2 separate regions of the Mus musculus genome follow, and region 2 is linked to region 1. Evidence: chromatin contacts called from public Hi-C data. All regions are on one chromosome and are shown on one strand. Each heading gives the region's core, a stretch centred on a gene start, on an enhancer-like site or on the middle of the called end of the contact. The rest is flanking DNA. Distances are from core to core; before and after follow the strand shown. Region 1 overlaps Myo3b (myosin IIIB). Region 2 overlaps Myo3b (myosin IIIB).

The links. A called contact is a pair of places that touch in the nucleus more often than the background predicts.
Region 2: a contact with region 1 is called in a Hi-C map of embryonic stem cells, with 2.4 times the contacts expected there. The contact joins two enhancer-like sites. A contact is called at or near these places in 6 of 484 Hi-C or Micro-C datasets (cerebellar granule neurons, cerebellum, embryonic fibroblasts and 2 more) and 1 of 115 datasets of contacts at active chromatin or transcription factors (embryonic stem cells).

What each region holds. Positions count from the first base shown.
Region 1 is chr2:70,146,941-70,150,694 of GRCm38.p6, forward strand. All of the region lies in intron 8 of Myo3b (myosin IIIB), which reads left to right. Among named protein-coding and RNA genes, the nearest start is that of Myo3b, 110 kb to the left of the region's middle. Within about 2 kb of position 2,396, at least 45 of the 459 cell types and tissues checked have an H3K27ac peak or open chromatin away from gene starts, as enhancers often do. A contact at or near this core is called in embryonic stem cells, where this site is marked.
Region 2 is chr2:70,338,278-70,342,085 of GRCm38.p6, forward strand. All of the region lies in intron 30 of Myo3b (myosin IIIB), which reads left to right. Among named protein-coding and RNA genes, the nearest start is that of Sp5, 130 kb to the right of the region's middle. Within about 2 kb of position 2,219, at least 8 of the 459 cell types and tissues checked have an H3K27ac peak or open chromatin away from gene starts, as enhancers often do. A contact at or near this core is called in embryonic stem cells, where this site is marked.

The DNA.
Region 1 (3,754 bases), core at 1,146-3,645:
TGTCCTAAACGCTATGTGGTTGGATTCAGTTTTTAATTTATTCTAGAAAGACACAAAACTAGGGTCCTTTGGACGCCTCGTTTGTGTTTGCGCCAACTGACCCATATATTGGTATCCTGGTCAGCTTTTCATCAGCTTGACACAACAACCTAGAGCCACGTGGAAAGAAGAAACCTCACCTGAGCAACTAGCCCCGCCAGCCTGGCCTGTGGGCAAGCCTGCCTGACATTTTCTTATTTAACGCGAGAGGGCGCAGTGCCTTGTGGGTCGTGCTACCCCCAGGCTGGTGGCCCTGGATGATGTAAGAAAGCAAGCCATGAGGAAGAAGCTAGTCCAAGGTGTCCCTCTGTGGCTTCATCCTCAGTTCCTGCCTCCAGGTCCCTGCCCTGACTTCCTTCGATGAGGGAGCATGTTGTGGAAATGAAAACTGAAATAAGCCCCTCCCCTCCAGTTGCTTCCGGTCCTGGTGCTTTATCACGGCAATAGAAACCCTAACCAAGACAATTAACTACACACCAACTCTTCTTGCTACTGAAGTGCAGTGGTCCCAGTGCATACCTATTTATTTAGCCATTGACTTAAAAAGTAAATCTCTGGAACTTATAAAGGAGACATGTTGTCAGGGCACAGATGGCTTTATTGCTCTCTGGGTTGACTTCTGAAACTCGTTTCTTTACTAAGGAACTCTTTTATCCTTTACGGAGGATACATAGAAGATGTTTTCATGGTTGATAATAGTGTTTCTGCTTTGGTAGCATAGGAAAAATATAGAGCAGAAGCAAACGGCCCAGTGCCTCTGCGTATAGCTACAGCACACGCAATTATAGTGGATGTGGGTCTTTAAATATTCTGTCCTTTATGCTTCTCTTTAATGGTAGAAGTTTGTAAACTTCACTAAATCTAAGCTGCTGTCCTCTCTGCAGTAACCGAGTGGCTTTGGCTTGCCTCTCTGCAGTGCTGTATTTTTCCATGCTGCCAGTGACATTTCTCAGAAGGGATCATTCATAGATCACTCATGAATCTTGTGCTACAGAGTGATATTCAAGCTAGACAAATAAGTAGAGTGCTGTTGTGGGTCTCCCACCAGTCTACACTGCCACCCAGGGAGGCTTACAGCCATGATGGGTTGTCTGGAAACCAACATGGGGTCAAATCACAAGTGAATTAATTCCAGCATGGCCCATTGAAGTGGCACACAAACGGGTCATTTAGAGCACTTTGCAGCAACGTGACTGGACCTGCTATTCATAGGCCACTTCTTCAAAAAACCCAAAATGTACTAAGTCAGGTGTCATGAGGCCCTAAAGAGCAATTCTGCAAAATTTGTATGCTTACTGACAGTCCAAGAGCTCCCAAAGTAGAGTTTGGTAAACGAGAAAACATGAAATATAATATGTCAAACCCTGGGGCTTAAGAATCCTGCCATCTAAATTATACAGTTAGGTGTTATAACTAGGCTGTAAATTTGTGGTCAAGCACATTTTGACCAATTAGTGGAAGCACAAAAGTAAATCCTTACATCTTTATTAGAGCCAGGAATGATGGCTGCCATAGAGGCAGGTGGAAACACTGAAAATTCAGTCCTCACAGGTAGACAGAAAGCCTGTCCAGTACAACCAGTTACCGTTCTTGTAAACATAATCCTTTGATCTCTACTCCCATTGGGAGATTCGATATTCTACCTAAATGTCACCAGCAGCAAAGGAATCAGGGCCCCGTGGGGCTGAAGGACACTTTTTATTTTGCAGTTTATTCTCTGACTTAGATTATTATTCTCACTTCTGGTTTCAATATATTCCAGGCTAAAGGAGCAGGGATTATTTAGTGAGCTCCCCTCCCCCAGGTGTGGGCTCTTGTATGGACTATTGGTGAATGGGCCCCAATCATGAATGTTATCATTCAGATCCAATTGGTCAGTTGGCTGGCTCTGTTTTACTTTAGTGGAAAATGACAAGGTCAGTGTTGGGAGACTGTCGTCAAATTGCTGCAGCACTAGGGCTTCCAGGACACCTCTCCCTTCCCCTCCTCCCACCCCTCCCCCCCTCAGCAAGTGAGCGTGAGAAAGGTGGAATGTGAACTTCGGGGCTCCAGCTGCACCTCCAAGCCAGGTTTGAAGGACTCAGGCTCTTGTCTAGAGGTTGTGACTATTCATTAACTCATCGCTCCGTGTCCTCGGAGTGTAATGCAGGCTTTCCCAAGAAACTGGACCATCTTGGTGTCTTTCACTAACCACAGCTGTGGCCGTCTCATAGGCCATACTAAAAATCACTGGATCAAAAGCCACGAATTGCTGGTTTTCCAAGAATCTTGAAGTTTGCAAACTGTAAAATGGCGGGGAGTGGCTCGGGAGATCACACCGGGCGCTTTGCTGCCTTTGCAAATGAAAGGAGGTCAGAGGGAAAGCTGCCCTTTAAGAATGGCTGTTGTATGCTGATTATGGGGTGGATCCCTGGATATGGCAGTCTCTACATGGTCCATCCTTTAGGGATCCACCCCATAATCAGCATCCAAACGCTGACACCATTGCATACACTAGCAAGATTTTATTGAAAGGACCCAGATGTAGCTGTCTCTTGTGAGACTATGCCGGGGCCTAGCAAACACAGAAGTGGATGCTCACAGTCAGCTAATGGATGGATCATAGGGCTCCCAATGGAGGAGCTAGAGAAAGTAGCCAAGGAGCTAAAGGGATCTGCAACCCTATAGGTGGAACAACATTATGAACTAACCAGTACCCCGGAGCTCTTGACTCTAGCTGCATATATATCAAAAGATGGCCTAGTCGGCCATCACTGGAAAGAGAGGCCCATTGGATTTGCAAACTTTATATGCCCCAGTACAGGGGAACACCAGGGCCAAAAAGGGGGAGTGGGTGGGCAGGGGAGTGGGGGTGGGTGGATATGGGGGACTTTTGGTATAGCATTGGAAATGTAAATGAGTTAAATACCTAATAAAAAATGGAAAAAAAAAACAGAAAAAAAAAAAAAAAAGAATGGCTGTTGTAGGAAGCCTCTTTGGGGCTGGCAATTTAAATATAATTGTGTTGGGGGACTAGAAATTTCTTCTTCTCATGTAAACTGAAAATTAAAACTCAATAAAGTAAATATTGCCCCGGAGTATTTTCCAGAGACTAAAAGCTTTGGGGGGGGGGGGGTCCCACCATCAACAGTTAGCTGTAGTGATCAGCTGCTTTCTAAGCAGAATGGATCCACAAATATTCTACAGTCTGCTGCCCCTCCCCCAGACGCCAGCATTCTAGGTAAAATGTATTCCAGAAGAAAATTTCCTGGTATGTCTAATACAAGCTAACTTTTCTCTATATTAGCGTTTTCAAATTATGTTTGTATCTAGAATAGGTTAAGAGAGAGGCATTTTCAATCCCCATTTATCTCTGTAATTATTCCAAGTCCCCGAGAGTTCTCAAATGGTTTATTAGCTAGATTTGGAGAGAATAACTGCAGTATTAAGCTTTTTTTTTTTTTTTTTTTTTTGCTCCATAGTGGGCTTCCAGTGCACAGAGCATTACAATTATTTGGAGACAATCTGTAGTCTTGGAGACAAAATGGCAGTAGTGACATCAGCAGCAATTATGTGTAATTTTTACCCGCAGTTTATCACCAAGGTAACCAGAGTAGGTTTCCCTGCTTGCAATTTTAAGAATGTCATCGTCCTAAATGCAGCCAGGATGTAGGAACAGATTATGCTCAGAATCCCTTCTCCTCTCCATCCCATTTCCCTTACGCAACAGCCCTTT
Region 2 (3,808 bases), core at 969-3,468, 190 kb after region 1:
CTGGGGTTTTCACACACACTCGAGGGGTCACTGCAGGCAATGGAATCCCAGAGACCACTCTCACAACCTTCTGACAGTAAAACTTCCTGAACCCACTCATTTGCTCAGGGCCTCAGTTTCCCCATACTTGCATGGAAGAGCAATTGGTGGGATAGCTTCCTCCCCAAGTCATGAAAAGTAAATGAGATAACACACACTGTGTGTGCATGTGTGTGTGTGTGTGTGTGTGTGCCTGTGTGTATGTGTGTGCACACATGTGTGTATCTGTGTGTGTGCGTGTATGTGTATATATATATATATATATACACACACAGATACACACATGTGTACATATATAAACACATATATACACATACATACACACACACATATATATATACAGACACACACACATATATACACACACAAAAATATATATAGCCTCATCTGACACATGAAACCACTCATGCCTAAGAATAGTCCCTGGCAACATAATTCTTCCTCTATGGAAGTCTTGATAGCATAGTTCAGTGTTGGTACCTCAGGTCCTTTAATATTAAGCCAGTGCTAAATTCAGGATAGTTTGAACATCAAGATAAAGTATAATGAAAAAAAAAAAAAGAAAAAGAAAAAACCCATTGGGTTAGGTAAAAGAATTCAGAAATCCACATTAATAGAAGGGGAAAATGGCAGAGAAGGTGGAAGGAAATTCTTCATTGCAATTATAATGTGAAATAATAAATGTAGATTTGGTGATTGAAAATCAACATTTTTCAAGTATGGAAACAATCACTGCTCTAGGCAAGCATCATGAACGAGTGCCCAAAGCAGAAGGTGAGAGACGAGGGAATAACAAGCTATTTTCATAATGTCAGAATAAATCCCCACAAGAAAGCTGTAGAAGGACACAGAGGAACCTTGCAGAAGCCACTGTGACCAAATGACAGCATCACAGAGATGGAGCCACCAGACCGCACGCAACCCTCAGAACAGCACCTTGTCTGCGGATTTCCTGCCAAATGAGCATGACCTGGATTTAATCCTGAGGAAACAGCAGACAGACCCCAACAGAGGAGTCTGTTGGAAGATAACTGGCCAGTAGGCTACAAAACGAAACAGAGGGGATGGCTGAGGCGCTTTCCCAGCTGGAAGGAGACATAAGAGAATGTGACCACCACCCCCATCCCCACCCCCCCACCCCCAATCCTGGGTTTCTTCTGCTACAGAAGTTGCCCCTGGCATCTTTTGCAAAAATCAGAACACCGTGGAGTGAGTCATAGAGTCTTGCTACTAATCTTAATTTTCCGATTTTAGACACTGCACTCTGGTAAGAGAACACCCTTCCTTTTGAGAACCGGATACTTCGGTACTTAGGAGATAAAGGATGTCAGATGTCTCCAGAGTTCAGAGAAGGTTCCTGCGTTTGTGTGTCAGTGCTCCTGACTACAGCCCTGTGAAAGACAAAGACAAAGCAATAGGTGTGCTGCCATGCTCAGAAATTCCTGCATCTCTTGTGGAACTTTGAAATGCGGTTAATACAAAAAGTTACAATGAAAGCCCAAGGCAGTTCCCCAGCCTTCTCCCCAACTCTCCTGCCTAGTTCTCTGCAGATCACAATCCTTTCCATCACTCCTGCTGAACTTCAGTAAATATCTATCTAGTGCCATCGGTTTGGGGTTTTGGTTGTTTAGGTTTTTTGTTTGTTTGTTTGGTTTGGTTTGGTTTGGTTTTAGACTGAATCTTTCTATATGGCACTGACTAGTCTGGAACTCACTATGTAAACAAGGCTAGCCTCAGACTCATAGAGATCTGCTTGCCTCTGCCTTCCAGGTGCTGGGATGAAAGGCGTGTGGCACCATACGTGGTGCTAATTCAGTTTTTAAGGTGCTAACACTATGACTCTACATAGGTCAACCCATAAGCCATTTCAAAACCCGACCACGGCCACGCTGAGTGAGGAGACCTGTGGCTGTAGGCCTAGCTACTCAAGGGGCGGAGCCAGGGATGTTTCCTGTGCCTAGTAGTTCAAGACCGGACTGAACAACCAAGTGGAAGTCCGTCAGAAGACAAAACCTACTCAAAGGACAAAGCAGAGGTGAAACAAAAGAAGCCGCTTGGAGGCCTTGTCATTGCTTCCCTTTGGACATTCATTATGATCCCCAATGTAATGGTGGCACGCTAGTCCGGTAACAAAACAATGCTGCAGACAGAGAGCGCAGGCAGGCTCTGTGGCAGCCAGATCTGGTTTCCATCTGGTTCTGACCAGTTCTGTTTATTCAGATAGCCCAGTTCCCTCCCTCTGGTCTGTGAAATGGGGGACGTGAATCATTTGCTGGAGTTCCAGAATGAATGAAGCAACCAAGACCTCAGTTCTCTCCGGGCATCCAGGAGGCTGCTGCTGCTGCTGCTGCTGCTGCTGCTGCTGCTGCTGCTGCTGCTACTGCGGTCGCACTGCTGCAGTTTTCCGGTGACATCACACCGGCCCGCCCCTGAACTCCAGTGCTGTGTGAAGACTTGCTCTGCTATTCTGTCAGGCTGCGACCCTCAGACAGTGCTGCATACACATTGAGATCGCAGAGCCCCCTGACCCTGCTTCCATTCCAGTCCTTTTCTCCGCTGGAGGCTGGGACGCTAATGGTCCAAGACAGCTTTCCGAGTGGCTGTCCAATAAGGCGTCGTTTTCATCAGAAGGAAGAAAACCTTTCTGTTCCCACCTTAGGCTTTTATAGCGACAGCTGTCTGCAGTAACATAGTGCAGACCAGGGAGGAAAGGAAAGAAACAAGAACCCAAGAGCTGACAAATTAACACGGTAGGATCCCAGTTGGAGAAAAACAATGGGGTGAACAAATATGACCATCCTTAAAAGCCTAGTAGGGTTCGGGAAATTAGCATAAGTTCACAAACCTAACTGGTACTGACTTATATGAGACATTTATTAGCTCCTGGAGCCCTTCAGATAAATCAGTCCTTGAGCGGTGTTCTAAAACAGAAACCTACGTCTACTTAAGAGCAATCACATATCCACATATTTAAGTGGGATTTGCATAACTAACTCCTTTGGCAGCAATACTCACTCGAGAGAGATGTAAGATGTGTGTTTCAATATTTTTATAAAAAGTGCTGAGTATCCAAAACAAATGAGAAAAACCAACCAAAAGCCAAGCTGTGAGACGCAAGCATATGGGGTCCCTGTTGCCCAGCTGTACCCTGTTAAGGTCCTTCTTCTTCTAGTCTGCCCTTCATAGTCCCATGATATCATATATTAAAGCTCATGATGATGTTTTCCTCTTTATAAATGTAAGGAAAATATCAAGGTACCTATTTCTGACAAAAACATGTGAAGATTAAAAAGACTGATAACATCTAGTGTTGGAGATACAATGGAAAAATGGACCTTCCATACATCTGTGGCTAGATGTTAAGCTTTGTTACTTTTTAGGGGAGAAACTGATGATGTAATTTAAACCCTTGGAATAGAAAAAGGATTTTCTCACTCTTAGGCCCAACAACTTCACACCAAATATTTATCCCAGGGAACTAAATGAATTGGAACTCAGAGCCATGCCCATTGAGTACTCAATGGTCCCTCATTCGTAATGTGAGAGATGGACACCATTTAAATGTTTACAAATGTGTTATTACTCAATTCATTTGTATTAATCACTCAGTGCAAAACTGCACAGCACAAGCTGAGTATTTAAAATACATTATATAGTCACGTATGCTAATCATTCAATGAAACACTATACAACCATAAATATGATGGTATTATACAGTTATATAAATATATGCTCAGGATCATAAGAGGAACTCTAAAATGCTGGTATG